7 separate regions of the Mus musculus genome follow, and regions 2, 3, 4, 5, 6 and 7 are each linked to region 1. A link is a contact called in public HiCAR-type and promoter capture Hi-C data. All regions are on one chromosome and are shown on one strand. The core of a region is the stretch at or near the end of the contact, and the rest is flanking DNA. Distances in the headings are between cores, read along the strand shown.

What was found. Promoter capture Hi-C pulls out the DNA fragments that hold promoters and counts their contacts. HiCAR-type assays count read pairs that join an accessible place to other places. Capture Hi-C pulls out chosen DNA fragments and counts their contacts.
Region 2: a contact with region 1 is called in a promoter capture Hi-C map of liver, with 3 times the contacts expected there. The contact joins the promoter of Far1 here to the promoter of Rps13 in region 1. A contact is called at or near these places in 1 of 115 datasets of contacts at active chromatin or transcription factors (thymic regulatory T cells) and 1 of 9 other capture datasets (liver).
Region 3: a HiCAR-type map of astrocytes shows a contact between it and region 1, with 3 times the contacts expected there. The contact joins the promoter of Gprc5b here to the promoter of Rps13 in region 1. A contact is called at or near these places in 1 of 115 datasets of contacts at active chromatin or transcription factors (astrocytes) and 2 of 9 other capture datasets (adipose tissue and liver).
Region 4: a promoter capture Hi-C map of pre-B cells shows a contact between it and region 1, with 5 times the contacts expected there. The contact joins the promoter of Knop1 here to the promoter of Rps13 in region 1. A contact is called at or near these places in 4 of 39 promoter capture datasets (the 3T3-L1 cell line, liver, neutrophils and 1 more) and 1 of 9 other capture datasets (adipose tissue).
Region 5: a contact with region 1 is called in a promoter capture Hi-C map of liver, with 3 times the contacts expected there. The contact joins the promoter of Vps35l here to the promoter of Rps13 in region 1. A contact is called at or near these places in 4 of 39 promoter capture datasets (hippocampal neurons, liver, neutrophils and 1 more), 1 of 115 datasets of contacts at active chromatin or transcription factors (astrocytes) and 2 of 9 other capture datasets (adipose tissue and liver).
Region 6: a contact with region 1 is called in a promoter capture Hi-C map of pre-B cells, with 6 times the contacts expected there. The contact joins the promoter of Gde1 here to the promoter of Rps13 in region 1. A contact is called at or near these places in 5 of 39 promoter capture datasets (hippocampal neurons, liver, neutrophils and 1 more), 3 of 484 Hi-C or Micro-C datasets (B cells, CD4 T cells and uterus) and 2 of 9 other capture datasets (adipose tissue and liver).
Region 7: a HiCAR-type map of astrocytes shows a contact between it and region 1, with 4 times the contacts expected there. The contact joins the promoter of Tmc7 here to the promoter of Rps13 in region 1. A contact is called at or near these places in 1 of 39 promoter capture datasets (hippocampal neurons) and 1 of 115 datasets of contacts at active chromatin or transcription factors (astrocytes).

Annotation. Positions count from the first base shown.
Region 1 is chr7:116,332,784-116,335,498 of GRCm38.p6, reverse strand. It overlaps Rps13 (ribosomal protein S13), which reads left to right and starts at 1,309. Exons shown (of 6, transcript NM_026533.3): 1 at 1,309-1,414; 2 at 1,551-1,599; 3 at 1,725-1,803; 4 at 2,401-2,570. The coding sequence starts at 1,392. Snord14a (small nucleolar RNA, C/D box 14A) reads left to right here and starts at 2,242; the gene lies at 2,242-2,328. Gm10589 (a long non-coding RNA gene) reads right to left here and starts at 1,330. Exons shown (of 2, transcript XR_869889.2): 1 at 1,217-1,330.
Region 2 is chr7:113,512,461-113,515,175 of GRCm38.p6, reverse strand. It overlaps Far1 (fatty acyl CoA reductase 1), which reads right to left and starts at 1,342. Exons shown (of 13, transcript NM_027379.4): 1 at 1,239-1,342.
Region 3 is chr7:118,993,857-118,996,571 of GRCm38.p6, reverse strand. It overlaps Gprc5b (G protein-coupled receptor, family C, group 5, member B), which reads left to right and starts at 1,361. Exons shown (of 4, transcript NM_022420.2): 1 at 1,361-1,532.
Region 4 is chr7:118,854,661-118,857,375 of GRCm38.p6, reverse strand. Knop1 (lysine rich nucleolar protein 1) reads left to right here and starts at 1,378. Exons shown (of 5, transcript NM_023197.3): 1 at 1,378-1,753. The coding sequence starts at 1,600. It overlaps Iqck (IQ motif containing K), which reads right to left and starts at 1,624. Exons shown (of 9, transcript NM_001374605.1): 1 at 1,415-1,624. The coding sequence starts at 1,601.
Region 5 is chr7:118,738,868-118,741,582 of GRCm38.p6, reverse strand. It overlaps Vps35l (VPS35 endosomal protein sorting factor like), which reads right to left and starts at 1,312. Exons shown (of 31, transcript NM_027815.4): 1 at 808-1,312. The coding sequence starts at 908.
Region 6 is chr7:118,704,425-118,707,139 of GRCm38.p6, reverse strand. Gde1 (glycerophosphodiester phosphodiesterase 1) reads left to right here and starts at 1,402. Exons shown (of 6, transcript NM_019580.4): 1 at 1,402-1,750. The coding sequence starts at 1,490.
Region 7 is chr7:118,583,360-118,586,074 of GRCm38.p6, reverse strand. Tmc7 (transmembrane channel-like gene family 7) reads left to right here and starts at 1,389. Exons shown (of 16, transcript NM_172476.4): 1 at 1,389-1,471. The coding sequence starts at 1,408.

The sequences.
Region 1 (2,715 bases), core at 60-2,559:
TTAAATAAATAAATCAATAAATCAATCTTTAACACACACAATTTAGAGGGATTTACAAAGAGACCACTAACCACTAGGCAGACAATGGATTGTATACATAATGGGACACCACTTAAGCTGCCTGAGAGATGATGGATAGGATTGGGGTACCCGTGGAAACAATGAAGTATTTGATACGTTTCTGTGGTGAGATGTGTTGGAGTGACTCGTGGAAATGAGAAAGACTATTGAACCCTAAATTTGTATTCGGACAAATGTGTTAGAGTGAAATGAAGTATTCTTGCTTAGGGATTGCGAATTGAAGCCAAGCTTGATGTTCGGATCACATATCTGGGCTAAAAGTGTGAATCTGGTTAATTAATCAAATACAACTTTGCCAGGAAATAAATACAAATTTGGTTCAAGTTCCCAATGTTTTGGAAAACGTAATTCAACTAGTAATGGGTTAAAAGAACGCAGCTGGGCATGATGGCTCAAACCTTTCATCATCATTTCAGCATTTTTTTAAGAGACAGAGGCAGAAAGACTTAACGTGTGTTTGAAGCAAGCCTGGTCTACAAGGCGAGTTCCTGAACAACCAAAACTACATTGAGGGACCCGGTCTCAAACACAACAAAAAAGAAAACTGGATCAGTATTTCAGTACTGTTTCAAACCTCTCACGCTTCACTTGTCAACAGGGTCTTGTAGATCTGAGTTTCTTGGGTCCATGTCTTTGTTGTTTTTTGTTGCATTTACAATAAATTGTTATATTCACCCATTCTTCGAACGCTCTGTGGTGAACCGGACTAGGACATCCTTAAAAGACCAACTCCCGGGGTAGTCCCTTTCCCCCTCATCTTCTCGAAGCTTCTTTCCTCGTTCCCAACTCTTCTCCGACGGGGGTGAGCGGTTCTGCGCTCCGACCTGTGTAGAAAAGGCGCGCAGACAGGAGGACAGACCCGGGCGGGGCTCGGAAGCCTAGAATTAACGATCTAGAGAGAAGCGCCGGCTGCACCTAGGCTTTGCGATCATCCCACACCGCACGAGTTCGGGGCTGCAGAGGGAGCCCTGAGAAACCCGCAGCTTATCCAAATCCTTCAGCCCAGGACTCGAGCACGCCCTAGGTCCCCTCAGATGCGACTTCCGAAGAGATGTTAGAGACAGACTTGCTGCTCTGGCTAAGAGCAAGACTAGAGACAAGAGTTCAAGGCGTAGCAACCCAGCCATACACTTACCGCCTCGCCGCCATGCCTTCTGGGACGCGTAGTCTCCCGGGCTCCGGTGGCCACACTATGTAGCCCCGCCCCCGCGCGAGAGCAAACGTCGGTGAGTGGCGTCACTTCCTGTGCGGCTTGATTTCCTGTGCCGTTTCCTACCTCGTTCTCTCTTTGCTGCCAGACCTCCGCCATCATGGGTCGCATGCACGCTCCCGGGTGAGCCCGCGGCGCCGACCTTGGTTGCGGGGCTGGGGCGCGGGGCTGAGAGAGGAGGATGCGGGCTGCGGGTGAAGGGACAGTGGGGCTGCTTGGGGCGCGGGCCGCCGCTTTACTTCCTATCTTCTGTTTTCAGGAAGGGCCTGTCCCAGTCGGCGCTGCCCTACCGCCGTAGCGTCCCCACGGTGAGTAGAGGCTGAGGGTTGGAGGGCGGCGTGGGAAGCGATCGGTGCGCGGGAGGATGGGACCCGAAGTGGAAGGTTGCCGCCGTGCTCTCTCATCCTAAGGCCGATTTCTCTTCCATCTGTAGTGGCTGAAGTTGACGTCTGACGACGTGAAGGAACAGATTTACAAATTGGCCAAGAAAGGCCTGACTCCCTCCCAGATAGGTGAGTGTTGATGTAATCTCTTCCTTCTGCTCTCGAGAAACAAATGTGTCTAGTCCGTATGTTAAAAAGGTTCCTCCTGCTTCCACAGCGGAGCAAGGGCTGTCTGGGATTGAGTCACATCTAACTGAATTGATTCTAAGCTGCTCTGACTTTGTACAAATGGGAAATAACTCGTTTCTGGTAGCTTGGCTTCTGAGTCTGGGAATAACTGCTCATCGGAGGAAAATATCCTCTTTAGGATATAAAAAGTTCGCTAGAAATATGCAGAAAAAATCATGTGAAATGGGCTCAGCTGATCTGAAGTAATTTGAGGTTTAAAAGCAATAACATGCAGTTTTAAAGATAGGTACAAATAAATGTTGGGCTGCTTTTAAGTTAATACTAAATATAAAGGTAGAAGTCACATTGTTTCCTCTGGTCAGATGTATTCTGGCAAGCTCACAGTGATGATGGTGTTCCAACATTCGCAGTTTCCACCAGAAGGACTTTCCATGTTGGGTTGACCTTCCTTGGATGTCTGAGTGAGCTGGAAATTTGGAGTTTGGCTGTTAGGGTTTTATCGCATGTGTGTGTGCTTGAGTGTGTTTCTCTTTTCAGGTGTAATCCTGAGGGACTCACACGGGGTGGCCCAGGTCCGTTTTGTGACTGGAAATAAAATCTTGAGAATCCTCAAGTCCAAAGGCCTTGCCCCTGACCTCCCCGAGGATCTCTACCATTTGATTAAGAAAGCTGTTGCTGTCCGAAAGCACCTTGAGAGGAACAGAAAGGTAAGGCGGACAACAAACCAGGTGTTGTGTCGAGACACTTGCGCTGCGGATCTTCAGAGGGGAGAACGCACTTGAGTCCTCTCAGGTGGTTCTGGGTGCTGGCTAATAGTCAACATGATAGTTTCCTAGAAATAGGTGGTTTGAT
Region 2 (2,715 bases), core at 93-2,592, 2.8 Mb after region 1:
AGAGGAAAGCAGTTGACAGCAACACACATATACTAATGTCTTTCTTAAGTGAAAATATTTTTTGTTTATTTAACTACAAAACTAGTCTCAAAAGTGAAAGCAACTGCCCAACAAGCATAAAACAAATTCCACTACATTAAAAAGATTGCTCATTCAGAACTGCACAACTACATTCACACAGTATCACTTCTGTTTTTGTAAGACACCTTGCACCATCCTCATGTCATATTACCCATCCATTATCCATCCCCAACCAGACTCTTTAAATGTTGCCCTTAGCACTTTTCTTTAAGAATTAAGCAATTTCCCAGTCCAAAAAAAAAAAAAAAAAAAATCAAAGAATACTTAATACCCATTACTTCTAAGAGCTAAGTTTGTGTGAGCTGTGGCTAAACAATCAGATGGATCATCCAGGGGACAGCATAAAGGTGAGCTAATGATCAGCCTCAGTAGGTAGCTACGTTGAGTGTTCCGAGCTGTCATCCTGAGATACTCTCTCTCAACTCTGTACTCCCAACTCACTCCACTGTTCACAAAAGATCCCCACCCTTGAGCAAGCACACAGAAATCCACCTTGACTGTTCCTTGTGTACTTTCCAAGAAACCAAATAACGCCTTCTAGTCAGACAGCCTCCATCCACCCCTCATCTAAAATCCACTCCTCGGACACCTTCCGGTTTCTGTGTGTACCTTCTCACACTCCACATGCCCTGTCCCCATTGGTCCAGAGACCTTAACCTTCAAACCCCAAACCAGTTCTCCATCTCTCAGCTGATTTCTCCGCAACGCCATTGATACCTACTTCCCAGAGGCCGATCCCACTCTGGAGCAGGGGCCTCCTCACTGGACGCCCTCTCCAGAGCATCACCCCTTTCCCATCACTTTCTTCCTCTCAATCCCAGGCCGCCACCCTCCTCCGTTAACTCGGGCCCCCACCGTGGCCGCCTCTGCGCGGCCTCCCCCCGCAGACGGAACCCCTGCCTCCCCGGGTTGCAGGCCAGGGGCCTCTAAGCTCCCTCGCCGCGGCCCTGGCAGTCGGGAGGGCGGCGGCCCGGCCACGCCGCGCAGGGACAGTCCCAGCAGAGGAGGCGCCCCCGCCTCCAGGCGGCCGTGGCGGGGCGGGGGCGGGGCGGTTCGCAGGCCCCACCTCAACGCAGCCCGGCCTAGGACTCCCGCAAAACGGCGGCCAAGTGCGGAGGGGCCGCGGCCGAGCCTGCGACAGAGCCCGTGCCGCTCACCTCGACGCGGAAGCTCGGGCCTCGCTCTCCCTTCAGCGATGGCTACGCCGTGGTCGCGCTCTCCTCACTCGCTTTTCACCGCCCCCGACCGGCTGCTGAAGAGCGGACCGACAGCGGTGCGCCCATTGGCTGAGAGCGCTATGGCGTCACGGGTCCCGACCGCGCCTCGGGGTCTGACTGGTTGGCGTGGCGCCTCTTTTCCACGTCTGCTCCTGATTGGCTCTTGCTCACACTCTTCCCGGGAGAACCGCTCACCCTCCACTCTTCTTCAGCCGCCCACCCCAAACCCCCCAGGCAGGACGGCCAATGGGGGAGCGGAGAGAGGCCGGGAAGTGGGCGGCTGGGCGGTGTGGTCGGGGAAAGCGCAGCCAATGGGCGCGCGCCGCACATCCCCGCTCAGCAGCGCCGCCCCCGGCCGCCCGCTTCCCGGAGGGTCGCGCCCTGGGCCACGCCCGACTACCCTGGCGCGGGAGCCCAGCCCACGCAAAAGGTGCGGGACAAGTGGCAGACGTGAGAGCCCGCCCCGCAGCCATCGCGGCGTGCTTGAGTACTGCCAACGTGCACCCTGGCGCTCCCCAGATGGGGCCGGCTACCCTCGGTCTTAACTGAGTGTGAGGATCCTCCCTGATAACTGCCAGCTTGGTTCCTTCGGAATGTGGAGCCAGCACTGTATGGACCTTCTGAAGGGCCCATCGGGAGGACTGGAGCCCGCGTCCATCCTCCCCGAGAGACTGTCCACCTAGTCCTTCCTCCTTCAAGACAATCCCGTGCAAGATGTAGGGACAGTGAGAGAAGTTTCAGCGTTGGAAGGTGGGGCGTGTGCTGAGAGCTAGGGTGCACGGGAACTTGCTGAGTGTCGCGAGCTAGAAGGTAGATACGCGTAGTTAGTATAACAAGTTTTATTTAGTTATGCTTTGGGTCTTCACACAATATAAACACTCTGAATTCCTAACTACGGTCCTAAGCCTATCTCCCGAGGCTGCTTACCTATGCGATGTATCTTGGCTGAAGGTCAGGTCCAGTCTCAAACAGAAATTTCTGATTCCAGGGGCAGGATCCTAGAAAAGATTCTCCAGCCACAGGGCAGATCAAAGTGGCATCTCTCCAGATGTGCAGAGCAGAGCATTGCTCTTAGTCTCTGCTTATATACTGTTCACTGGGCATCGTGGAGTTAGTTCTAGGACTATCTCTTGTTATCTTTGAGTGAGTGGTGTACGGAGTTATGGTTATCAGGTGCAGCCTTGAGTGTAGTGGGGATCCTGACTACACTATTTTTACATGCCTAAAAAACATTTTTCTAAAAAACTATGCTCATTACAATGTATGAGCTGGGAACCTGTTTTTTCTTGATGTGGTGGTGATTACCCGGGTGTATGAAGAAGATTCGTGGGGCTGTGTGCTTCATGCACGGTGCAATCATTTTGGAAAAAACTATTGCATCCTGGTTATAATCAACACCAGGCTTTAGCTGTCATTC
Region 3 (2,715 bases), core at 112-2,611, 2.7 Mb before region 1:
GGGACATGGAGCCAGGTGTTTCTCACCCAACACTGAACGGAACTTTCAAAGGCCAGATGCCTGTGCGGAGAACTTTACAATGTATTCCAGGTGTACACCAGTGGTCACATATTAAAACAGTCTGGGTTACACAGTTGAGGTCCTGAAGACCAGGAAGGCAAACGTTTAAAAGCTGTCGGTGTCAATTCCACAAACTACCACCAGGGGACAGTGCACATCCACGTTCCAGTTCTTCGGTCTGACCAGTACTAGCTTGGGAAGACCTTGTCCTGCAAAACATTTAACAAACGCCTACTGTGTACCAAGCCCTGTTTCTGGCGCCGGGACAATGTCGCTAACATGGGGAAGGGCTGTGTCATAGGAGCACGTCCCTTACATGTGTCCTTAAAATATACATATGTGTGTGTGTGTGTGTGTGTGTGTGTGTGTGTGTGTGTGTGTGTGTGTATTCACAGAGACGCATAGCCAAGCTCTATGTGGCCTGACCCTGGAGAAAACTAACTTGAAGAAAGAGAGAAAAGGACTTTCAGGGACTAAGAAAAGGTAAGGAACAACCCGAGACTGACAGCTCGCTGCAGGGGATGCCGAAGCGCAGTCTCCCTAAGCCTAGCCTAGATGATGCTGACCTCAGACAGCCAGGTGAGCGATGTCCCAGACTCCTCCAGCATGTATGTCCGATGCCTGCCCTGTGGTCACTGGAGGTATCTGTGCCCTGAGCGTCAGTGCAGCGCACAGCCAGAATCTGGTCTCTCTAGGTATGTGTGCCCAAGAGAGTGGCGGGTGTGTGCCTATGTGAATGATGTGTAAGAGATGGTGGTGATCTTGTACACGGACCATCGTGAGGAGGTCACCTCGGTGATGGTCACGTTTGGGATAGCCAAAGATATCGGTGCTGGGTTCAGTGTGCTTAAAGAGGAAAGGACGGGCTGGAGCAGGGTGGAAGAGGGCAGGGAATGTGCTCATCGGGGACCTTCCTAAGTGCATCACAGCGAGGCTTTGGTGACTTTAGAACGCATGCAGTAGAACCTTGTCCAAGACCTGCTGCCGGTGTGTGAGGGGAGTGCCCCTCTAGGATCCTCGTAGGAATATTGCGTCCTATGTGGCTGAGGATGTTTCTACAGATCAATCTGAGCAACTGTGCGTCTGGACTCTTAATAGGGAGGAGGAGATGTCCTCGAATTTGGGGCACCAGGAGTTTTGGGTGAGAAAGCCGTCTTAGCGCTCCGAGCAAGCCAGGAAGGCGCCTGGGGATGCGAGCAAGCTGTGGCTCTGGTCCTGGTGGTGAGCAGAGCTGCAGACCCGGCAGGGGCGGGGCTTGCTGGGGCGGGGCCTAACGGAGAGGCGGGGCCGCGGCTGCTGCAGCGCGGGCCGGGCCAGGGGGCGCCTCGCGCGGCCGCAGCTCGGAAGGGCGATGCAGTGAGGCGGGCTCGGCTGGCGGGCGTGCGCGGAGCGGGGGCCGCGGGCGCGCTGCAGAGATGTGACTTGGGCCCAGGGCCAGCAGGAGCGTCGGCGCTGCGGGGACGCGAGGGTCGGTGAGTACCAGCCAGCGCGGGCACGGGGAGGGCGCCGTAGGGACCCCAGAAACTTTTCCCGCCGTGATTTTGGAAAGATCCGGAGCGGATCCTGGCTCGTGCTTTTTCTGTTCTCCCTTCTCCCCCTCCTCCTCCTCCTTGGGGTACATCTGCAGAAGCCGTGGGGTTCGAGTGAGGGGTGCCACAGTGCGGCGGGAGAGGAGCCGCATTGGACCGACCGAGGGCAGTGGTTTGGGGACCTTTATCTGGTGGGGGAATCCACGAACTAAGGCTCTGACTATGGTCCGGGGTGAGGACAGACTACAAGCGTCTGGGAATAAAGGGGAATCTGGCCCTGTGCTAGTGACCCCTGTGAGGGACGTCGCCTGCAGGTTCCAGGGGGCCTGGCGGTTGGTGGGGTGCGAGGACAGCCAGGGTGCTGGTCCTGAACTAAGCACTACATGGCCTGAGGCAGGGGCCGGCCTTTGGAGACCTGAAATCTCACCTGCCGCAGGGTCTGGGGAACCCAGCTTGCAGCCCGCAGTGGCCACGCACTCTTGGAAAAAGGCGCGAGAGGGTGGGCACCACAGGGAGGGAATCTGAAGCTGGGGGACAAATAGTGGGCTGGCAATCTAGGGGCGGCTGCTTATGGTGAAGCGGAAGAATTTCTATCCCAGGCGAGGGCACTTGGGCCTCTGAGGAAAGCAGCCAGGCTAGGGGTAAGGACTACCCAGTGCAACGTCCCCTCTTCCTAGGGGACTGGGGCTCGAAGCCCCAAAGGACCCCACACATTTCATGGACCTGGTGGGAGAGATGAGCACAGATGAGGATCCAGCACCCCTCCTTGGCCGGCGGTAGCTGATTAAACAGTTTTGGATCGGCCCACCGACCTTGCTCCAGAGGACGCCCCCAGATCAGAGTGTTCATCCCCCTGTTCTAGCTCGGCCTAGCCAGTTACCCCCTTCTTCTTCTGTTCGCCAAGGGGGCGGCTCTTTGGAAGAGGGACAAAGGCCCCGGGAGTGTGGCGGGCACCATCGTCCCTGCCTGGGGCCCCCAAGCACACGCGCCGCATCGGCCGCCGGACTGCGCCGGGGTGGGGGCACCTGAGCAGCGTCCAGAAAGCTCCGGGGGTCCCCACAAAGACAAGAGGATGCAGAAGAGGCTAAGCACACCCCGTAGACAAAGCACTTGAGAACGTTATTTC
Region 4 (2,715 bases), core at 129-2,628, 2.5 Mb before region 1:
AGCAACACTGCTGTGGGCTAGTGGTCCTGGACTGAATAAAAGGAAGGAAGTGAGTTGAGCCCCAGAATCCATCTCTGTTTCTTAGTTGTGGATGCAAACGGGACCGGCTGCCAGGAGCCCCCACTGGGATGATGTACCATATCCTCAAACTGTGAGCCCAAATAAGTCTCTGAGTTGCTTTTGTCAGATATTTTTCACAGCAATAAGAAAAGTATCAAACTATACAATAAACTGTACTATGAAGATCTATTGGCTTGGAAAAGTGAATCCTCTGGGTGAAAGACAGTAAGTATATAGACACCTGAATATTGCTGCAGATAGTTCCTCGGGTAAGGACCCTAAGGGTAGAACTTACAAGAACATCAGGGTGAAACCTTTTCTCTAAAGCAAAGGTTACAGGGAAGGAGTAATGCAAGCCCTGTGGTCTGGGAGGACTGACTGACTCTTCTCTTCTTCCTCTGAACTCACCACTTCTTCCAAGTCACCATTTTTCCCTCTATACACTGACAAATTCACTGTTTCCATTCACGAAACATTTACTGACCTGGAACTATTCCATAAATATTGCTATTTAAATTTATCAAAATTAAGTAAAATAAGAAATTTGGTTCTTCTAGTCTGCCAGTCCCAAATTACACCCCAAACCCATTTAACAGCACAGATTATTGAACGTTCTATTAGTGTTGTATTGGACAGCCAATGCCACAAGAATGAAAATCTTTCAGTAGCTGGAAGGCTGAGGCAGGAGGATACTCAGCTGGAAGCCAGTCTGTAGTCCAAAAAGGCGAGAGAAAAGGGAGAAGGGATAGACAGCGGACTTATTATGAATGAATCTGTGTCTCTTGCCTTTGAGATCTGGAGGCTTTGGAATGAAGGAAAACTAACACTCTTCCTGTAACCTAGGATCTGTGACTACGTGGTTCTACCTCCTAACACCACGACATAGGTACCATTGTTATGCCCGCTGTACGACTATTACAAGACCCCATGACCAAGGTTCGTGGGCTACAAAGGAACAAGTGATCTAGCCTGCTTGTGGGGCTTCAGAAAGGCTTTGGGGCAAGTGGAGATCAAAATCTATTTGTCCACACCAAAATACTTCCTGAGTATCACCGGAGCCTGTCTACAGAGTTCATTCATTCCCTGCTTCCTCGGGCGATCTGCGGGCGGTCCGGGTCTCTACCCTGAAGCTTCACACTACGCAACTCTCTGACCGGGTTTCCTTCTGCGAGCCTGTTGCCTGAGGTCGCACCGGAATCCAAGACATACGCCAACCTCTTTCTCCGCGTGTGGGCCTAAGGCTCGGCTCCTCCGCCCGCGCGCGTCACCCGCCTGGCGCACAGAGGCTTGGAACGCGCGTCCCGGCGGGTCCCGCCCGCGTCCCGCCCGGCCCGACCAGCGGCGGGGCGCCTACCCTCGCAGATCTGATCCCATAGGCTCTTCCCCGGCGGCTCGACGACCTGCGGGGGTGACACGAGCACTTCGGGAGACCCGGGCGACACTGCGGGCACCGGCGTGCGCGTAGTGATCGGCGAATCCGCGGAGCCGCTCGCCTCCTCACGCAGCACGCTGCGGCTGGATACAAGTCTCGGCGCCGCCATGGACGCGGTTTCTACAGCAACCCAGGGCACCGGGAGGCCGCGACCCGGAAGGAGAAGGATTTCGAGGGGGCGGGCCAGAAAGTCGAAGCTGACTTCCGGATCGCGGCTGCGCGGCTGCTCACGCGGGGACGCTTGGCCTGCTAGCGAACCAGGTGAGTGCGGGTGGTTTGTGCGGGGCCCCGAGGAAGGTGCTGCACGCTGGGGGAGAGGAAAACAAAGATAAGTCACCCCCAACTCGCCTGCAGCCCTCGGTTTCTCTCCAAGCCGTCCCGCCTTGGAGTAGGCATGGGGATGATCCTGGCTAGCAAGCAGCCTGCGGTTGGTGAGGGCAGCACACGCTCCTCTGGCTCGAGTCCGTGTTTTGCACCTTGTTGACTTTGAGACCTAGTGAGTTACAGTCTCCGAGGCCTGTGAGGCTTATTGGTCACACTAACCCTATCCACTGCTGCCGCGGGAATTTAAGAGTGCCTTCACACTGGGCATAGTGGCCCACGTCTATAACCCCGGCACGCGGGATGCAGATCAGCCCTAGCGACGTAGTCAAACTTTGTCTCAAAAACAAGGCGCTTTTGAAGAAAGCTTGTGTTTGCAGGTGATGCAGTGTAGGTTCGGTTCCACTTCTCGCGAGTGAAGTACAGTTAAAGGGATGGAAAAGAGTATGTTGCTGTTGGCTGAGTGGCAAAACAAAGAAGTGGGTTAAGCTGACGCCTGGGACCTTTTTGTCCGGGTTATTTTTCGTGATCACTGGCCCTAATCCTGTAGAATCATCATGGTCTTACTTGATACTGGCCTGTCGGGACTTGTATCTTTCTCTCCTTTGTGAGTCCCCTTCCTATGTCCTCTAAAAGTCAGTATGTCTTGAGGCCCAGTTATGTTTTCTTGTTAATTATCATCCCTGAAGTCCTGTTTATGTCGTCTCTGTTGGCGAGAGTGACTTCCTTGCCTCAGCCCTACAGTACACATGCTGAGTGAGTTATATCAAGGCAGCTGTTTCATCCAGCTGCCCAGTCACCCTCCACTTCTGCCTCAAGGGTTGACTCTACCATCCTATTGGTCAAACTGGAAAACCATGTTCAATATTATGGAGTTGAGAAAAATGCCACCATAATATTGG
Region 5 (2,715 bases), core at 63-2,562, 2.4 Mb before region 1:
GGTCACTTAAGAGTCTGCAGGGTGGAGTGAATTAAAGTGTCCGGCCAAAAAGCCAGAGGGTTGATGTTGGTTATGTTCAAGGCCTAGCGCTACAAATTTCTTTCATGCTCAAACGCAGAAATTTTGCCCCTGAGATGCAAGGTCTCCAACGTCCAACCACATTATCATCCGCTTATCCTATGTGGGTTCTTTATCGACACAAATCACCTGTGACAACCTAAAGGTCACCTCACTTCTAAGCACAAAAAGGCCCGTATGCCAGTCACTTGGGTACACACTATTCCTTCCTGCTTGGTGAGCTCGTATGCATCCTGCAAGACCCAGTTGAAGGCTCTTCTCTGCAGTCTACCCAAGCCGCCAGGGGAGTTGACTGACTGCCCCCTCTCTCCTTTGGGCGTGTCCTCTCTCTAATACGTTCTACTACGTTGAACAACGAGGTAAAGAAGCGTGTCTGGGGACCCTACATAGAGTAGGGTGAATGGTCCCACTTTACAGATGAGAAAGTCTAAGGAGCTCAAGGAACAAGCGACCAGGTCTCCCAGGTGCAGACTCCGGGCGAATTCATCCCCTTCCCCAGAACTCCCAGGCGTGCCAACGTCTCCCAAGGAGGCGGAAGCCTTGGATGGAGTCCGTCTGAGTGAAGGAGCTGCGGAACAGAGGAGAGGAGCAGAGTACTGACAGCGGTTCTGCTCTTCCGTAGTCCTGACAGCCCGGGCGGGGACGGAGGCCACCGATCCCAACAAGGAGGACTGCCCACCCCCACTGAGAGGAGCCCTCCCCGAAGCCTACTAGCGGGTTTTTCCTTACCAGGGAAAGACAGCCATCTTCCCAGTCACATGATCGCCTGTTTTCCGCGTCCAGCCCCTTTTCTCACATCCAGGGAAGCTCGGCCCCGCCCCAGACGCCATGATTGTGAAGGGCAGCTTCCGCTCTGAAGATCCCGGGCTCCGTCATCCGCCATGATTGTGAGGGGCAACTTCCTCCGGATTCCGATCCTCCGCAGTTGTATCGGGCAATGGCCCGGCAAAACCCAAGCTCCGTCATCGGCCTTGATTTTATTTTTTCTTTTTATTTTGTTAATAGAAATCCATTTACGTCTGCCTCCGAATGATGGGATTAAAGGCCTGCATCACCACGCCTTGCTTAAATCCCATTCGTATTATGTAAATATGTGCACGGAGGTCAGTGGATAACGGACAGGTGTTGGTCCTTTCTTCGCTTGGCACTAGATGCCATTACCTTCTGAGCCATCCCATTCACACACACACACACACACACACACACACACACGATGCCATTACCTTCTGAGCCATCCCATTCACACACACACACACACACACACACACACACACACACACACACACACACACACACACCGCCCCCCAGTCTTGTAAGGGGTAAGACGCCACTGGCTGCTTGGCCCGCCTGCGCCCTCTAGTGACAAAAAGGAGTGCACACACCCATCCCTGCTGAGGGCCAGACACAAGTGATTATGAAGTGAATTCTGTTTGGTGTGGGTTCTCTTCATGCTTCGTAAGGATGAACACTTTGGGCATTTTCCCCCCACTACTGACAATCTACGTCCGAATACGGGCAAGCAAGTTCTGTTCTTGACCACAGAACTTTGGCGCTCCTGTTTTAAGCCCCACCCCACCCCACCCCCATGGATAAATTATGATAGGGTGACTGCACTCAATGCACTTTGCCCACTCCCTTCTCAATAGAAACTTCTGGAGTATCTATCATTAATCACTTGTTTTTGGAAAACTGATGCTCAAAGCTGGTGAGTGTCAAACTCTAACTCAAATAAGAATGGATTAAGACTGGGAAATTAGCAGACTGTCTATTCATACCATCCTGGTTCTACTCCCAAGTGCATTTCCTTATGGAAAGAGCAGCATCCTCTTATGCGTTCTGGAAAAGGCAACGGAATATACTTTAACTAGGACTGACATTTTCAGAGTCCCAGTTTCTTCCTCTGTGAAACTGAGCTAACTGCTAAGGTGACAGGAGGTTATAAAATCCCTGTCTCCGGGGCAAACCTCAGATGCTGTAGTTAGTGAGGCAGGCAAGACAGGCTGCTCTTGGTTGGCCTTTGCTCTCAGAGCCTTTCTCTCTGTAGCGCTGACCCTGGTCTATAACAGAGCAGGGCATCTACTGTAAATGGGCATGCCACTTGCCTGGGGACTGTAAAACAGTGGCTCTGGGATAGTTGTGTGTACAATTCTAGGGGACACTGCTGTTGGTGGTTCCTTTGAAAGAATGGTAGCAGTTTGGGTGGTAAGAAGCAACTATGAGGCACTAAAGGCAGGGGACCAATTGTCCTTCGTACATTCGTCAAACCCATCCCATCTTATGTATAAAATAGATGATGGGGAACTATCATAAAACAGGCTACATTTCTGGAAAGGATAGATAACTAAAGGGTTCTTCTTACCACATGCTAAGACCATGGTTTTGTGGCATCTCTGTCAGTGTCCCTAAAGAACTGTAAAATCTGGGCTGGAGAAATGCGTTATCTGGTAAGCACTTGCTGTTCTTCCAGAAAACCCAGATTTGATTTCTAGAACCCAAACTCACAACCATCTGTATCTCCAGTCCCAGGGGATCTGATGCCCTCTTCTGGCCTACAGAGGTACATGTGGTATAGAGACACACATACAGGCAAAATATTTATATACATCAAATAACTAAGTCTAAAAAAAAGAATCTTTT
Region 6 (2,715 bases), core at 153-2,652, 2.4 Mb before region 1:
CTCTCTCTCTCTCTCTCTCTCTCTCTCTCTTAATAAAATGTTATATACCATGCCCACAGTGGCCAGAGAAGGGTGTTAGAGCCTCTGGAATTAAATGAGTTACCATATGTAGGCTGGGGATTGAACTCAGTTCCTCTGGAAGAGCAGCCAGTACTCCCAATCATTGAGTCAGCTCTCCAGCCCAATAAATGAGATTTAAGGTGGCTTTCTGGGCACACTGAGAAGAGCCACAATCCTTAAGATAAAACCATGATTCACAAAGGTCCCACAAGGAGGTGAACGCATCTTTACTGTCAACGAGATTCCTAGCAAATTGCAGGCTTGCAGATGGAAAAGGAGAAAAGCCATATATTAGACCTTTAGATTTGTTGCTATTTGAACATTCTAACTTGAAGCATCTCCATATAAAAGGAATGTGGGCTACCCATGCAGGAATTCTTGATGCTTAAAGTCAAGAGGCTTTAACCACACTTCTAGTAAGAGCTCTTTTTCCTTCCCACGGTCCCTTAATTTTCCTTGTCTTGTTATCGTGCTCAATACTACTTCCCGCAAGGGGAAGGTACTTTCACTAAATGCAGACATGTGTCCTGGTGGAAACAGCCCTTGCAAGAATGAAGATATTCCAAAGAGACATTTGTAAGTCACCCTTCTTGATATTATTTTGAGGCATGGACCGCAGGAAATTGGAATTTCCTTAGGAGTCTGATTTTGAGAGAAGGAAAGGGCTTAGAGCCTGTGTCCAGCCTGGAAAAAAATGTATCTTTTCTGTAAGTTCAAAGGGTTCTGAAGGTCCCGGACCTTTCTGAACAGACTGGAACTAAGTGGTCAATGATGGGCGGGGCTTCTTAGCCAAGCATGCCTCTTGCCCTCTATTTAAACCTAAACCTCCCGTCAGAACCCTGAAAACGGACTTGTGGGTGTGCTTTACTAGATTTCTTCCCGGTGTGTCCATTTCTCTGCTTTTTACTTTTTTTTTTGTTTGGTTCATGGAGCGTAACTTATTACAGCTCCAGGGTAAGCCTGGCTCATTACAGGCCCTGTCTCTGACCCAGAAGAACTCTGGAAACACTACTGGCACATTTTGAATAAGCAGGTTAAACATCCTGTTCCTTTTAAAGTCAAAGCCTTTAGTTTCCTCGAGGTCAGATACAAGGTCACTAAGAAACTTTGACCGTGTCACCCTCCTTCCACTAAGTCTGAAGGACAGGGTCTAAGTCTTGTCCTCACTTTACATAACCCGAAGCGCCCTTGGAACCCAGGCCTGGGGCAAGGGCCTGCTCCTGTTGCCATGACAGCGGTTCCGGCCCCCCAACGCCGAAGCTCCGGGACTCTGATTGGCTGGAGGGCGGGCTCTTTCTCGAGATGGGTCCGTCGGCGCCATTGTGCAGCGCTGCTCCCAGCGGAGGGTTCCGGCTGTGGCCAGTACCTCGGCGTCTACGCGTCGCCCGGCAGGTCCGGGGCTCCGGTCCGTGCCGGTGCAGGCGCCGGCATGTGGCTGTGGGAGGACCAGGGCGGCCTCCTGGGCCCCTTCTCCTTCGTGCTGGTGCTGCTGCTGGTGGTGACACGCAGCCCCTTCAACGCCTGCGTGCTCACCGGCAGCCTCTACATCCTGCTGCGGTTCTTCAGCTTCGAGCCGGTGCCGTCCCGCCGGGCCCTGCAGGTGCTCAAGCCCCGTGACCGCGTGTCCGCCATCGCCCATCGCGGCGGCAGCCACGACGCGCCCGAGAACACGCTGGCGGCCATCCGGCAGGTGAGCCCCGCGCACGCCTCGGGCCTGCTCCGCCGCTGACATCTCTTCTTCTCCTCCCGGCTCCGCATCCCTCCCCACTTCAGCTATTTCTAGAATTCCGCGGGTAATTGTAAGACTTGGTATGTGCCAGACGCTGGGATGGCAGCCAGGCACGACTCCTTTGACAGGGCTTTCATCTGGGTTGGGAGAGATAACATATGAGGCTACTTTAGGGTGGGGCAGTGCATTATGTAGCAGTAGTTTTCTATGAACTAGATATTTGTGAACTGTGAACTAGAATTACAAGGTTGGAATCAGTGGGAAGTGTTCCAGGATGCCGATGGCAAGTGCAAAGGGCCTGAGGTGAGGTTTATGTTGGAGTGGTAAGGTAGCAACACAACACAACAGGCTTATATGTGGTGCTGGCTTCGAGGAGCAGAACAAACTCTAGTGTATGGATGAATTAAGATATGAACTAGGTCAAATGGGTTCTTGTTAGTAAATGGGATTTCTCTCTTTTTTTCGAGACAGGGTTTCTCTGTAGTCCACTCCTTGAACTTATCAGACTGGCCTCAACTCAGATCCACCTGCCTGGTGGGGTTAAAGTGCTGGGACTAAAGACACCCACCACCACCAACTAGCAAGATATTCTTAATCACCCTTATCACAGGGTGTATTTCTGTCCTCTGTATTACTTGGATATTATCTTTATGGCCTCTTTCCAAATACACCTTCATCATAGTCGTCAACCCTGGCAGCCAGACTCCTCTGTCAATATTTGCTTCCCCTTTCCATAAGGCACCCAGGAGAATTTTAATAGCCCTTTGCCCTTGGAAGCCTTCTGTTTTCAGATTAATGTCAGCTTGTATGGCAAGAGCATTTCAGTGGATTATGGACTTCAGTGCACTACAGTCAGCCTTCATACGTGTTGGCCTTGCATCTGTGGGTTTAATTGTAGATCAAAAAAATAGCATGAAAGAAGTATG
Region 7 (2,715 bases), core at 140-2,639, 2.3 Mb before region 1:
TCCCGCTTGGCTGCTTTCACTGCCACTGCTAATGGTCTCCGGTGCCAGCTGGCGTCTGAGCCTTTTAGTAATTCTCAAAATAGCAGTCTTGCTCTGCCCTGTTGCCACCTGCTCGTCCCTGGTCCTCCTCTGATCCACTTTCTTTTTTTGTGGAGGTTCCTGTGTTGTCCAGGCTGGCCTTGAGTTCTTGGGCTCAATCTTCCCGCTTCAGCCTCCTGAGAAGGTGGGACAGCCACTCCATCCATCAAGTCCCAATTCCTCCTTGTTCCTTCTCCTCCTTCCAGACAGGGTATCACTATGTCGCCGTGGCTGGCCTGGAACTTGCTATGTAGATCAGGCTGGCTCACATTTACAGATCCATCTGTCTCCCAAGTTCTTCTTTTTAACTTTTTATTTATGTGTATGTGTGTTTGCATGAGCATGTACGGTGTGTCAGGTGCCTGTGGAGGTTGGAAGAGAGTTCCCTGGAGTTGGCGTTCAGGGTGGTTGTGGGTGTTGGGGATTGAACCCCAATCCTCTGGAAGAGCAGGAAACGCTCTTAACCAACGAAGCATCTCTAAAATCCCACTTTCTTCTTTAAAAGAATATTTTCCAAATTTCATTTATTCGTATTTCTTTTGTGCCTGTATGCATGCAGGGGACATCTGTGAGAGCCCATCTTCTCCTTCTACCCTATGGATTCTGAGGCTAGAACTCAGGCTGCCAGGCTTGGTGGCAAACACCTTTACCTGCTGATTCATCTTACTGGCCCCATTCATTACTTTAATTTTACGTTTTAGCTGTACATGTATATATATGTATGGGGTGTTGGTGAATGAGAACATTTCTAGGAAGAACATATGTAGCAAATCCCCCACCTGCCCTTCCCTCCGGTAACCATGCAAGTTGACTGCACCCTCTAGACAGCCATCTACACACACATACATTGATATATAGCGTGTAAGGTACACATTGACTGTCTTAGTTATGCATGTGTCACACACATACACACACACACACACGAACCCAAAGGGCAACGTTCCACACTTTCTGTTCCACACTTGCTACCAAGTGACAATTTACAATAGTGGGACTTGTAATCCAAGCACTTGGGAGGTGGAGGCAGGAGATTAGGAGCTCAAGGCCAACCTGGGTCTCAGAGTACCAGAAGAGAGGGAGGGAGAGAAAGAGAAAGGGGAGGGGAGGGGGGAAGAAGAAGGGGAGGGCGCACCGAGAGAGTAGGAAAGGGGAGGGAGGGACCAAGGGGAGGGGAGAAGGAGACTGAGAAAGAAGACTGAGAGGCTCCTGGAGGTAGCCGGTCCCCACCCCGCGCCCGTGGGAACGGCCCCGCCCGCCTCTGTGACGTCATCTGGAACCCGACAAGGCAGGGCCGCCGGCAGGCGGCTGGAGGGTCCTCGCCGAGCCGTGATGAGCGAGGGCAGCGCGGGCGACCCGGGCCACGGGTCCAGCCGGCAGCGGGCCGTACACCCAGGTAGGTCGCGGCGGGACCAGGCGTGCGGGGCGGCAGGGTGGCCGTCCTGGTCCTCCGCGGGGCACCGCTGCGGGGAAAGCGGTGGGCAGCGGATATGCCCGGCTAGGAGGCTCGCCTTGCCTTGCCTACCGAGCTGGAGAGGCAGTCCCCACTTTCCACGCGACGATTCACGGACCCAGGCCAGCCTCTAGATCGCCACGGTATCTTATTCTGTGAAGAGATTGTGACAACCTGCCCGCCCCAGCGGCTGGCCCCTAGATATTCCCTTTAGACCCACTCGAAGCCATTCTGTCTCTGGTCTTTATTGCTGTGTGAATTTTGCCAAGTGACTTGCCCTCTCTGAGCCTCAGATTGACAGAATAACAGTGAAATATTAACAAATGCCCAGCACAGCCCCGATTATAGCGAGGCAATAGTCGATGGCAGCCTACTTAGCACAGGAAAAATTTCTTTTTAGTTGTGTTAAATATACAGTCAAATATACAGCTTCCTGAGATTTTACAGAAATGTGTAAAGACGCCGCCCAGTAGATATAGTAGAGCTGCCAACCCCCTGGAGCAGGCTTCCTTGTACTTTGTATTTACTTTGTTTCTGTCTTGAGCCAGAACTAACAAAAGTTATCTGCAGTATGAGTTTCAGTGAGATTGGATCTACGAAGGCAAAGCTCAGAGAGAGGGCATTGGGCTCTTCAGCCTCCAGAAGAAAGACCCAGTCCTGGGACAAAGCTCTGGAAGCAGGGAAAAAAAAATCAGGCGAAGCTCTATGATAGGGTTTTCCCCTTTCTTGCTCAGCTCCAGCTCTGCTGATGTCAGCTTGTTTCAGCCCTTTGGTAACAGCAAGGGGCCTGGAATCCCACAGTGAGGGGCTGGGGGCGTGGCACCTGTAGCGTTTTTCCAGCCACCCCAGGGTCCCATGCAGCACTGTGAAAGCCCAATATCTTTCTGGGTGGCTCCCATGGTTCTTCCTCTTGTTCCAGCATGCTCGGTCTCACTTTGGGTCTTTGCTGAGAGTTGAAGGGCCACTCTAAGCAACCCCTGGACCTCTATAAACTGAGCCATCTCTCCAACCCCCTTGGTTATCTGCAAGGTTTTGTTTGTTTTGAAATTCCCGGGCTAGGTCTTAGAGCCTCACACAGCAGGACAAGAGCTCTCCCTCAGAACTACATTCCCCAGTTCTTTTTACTTTTTAAAGTTGTTTTGGTTTTTTTTTTTTTTTTTTTTTTTGGTTTGGTTTTGTTTTTGTTT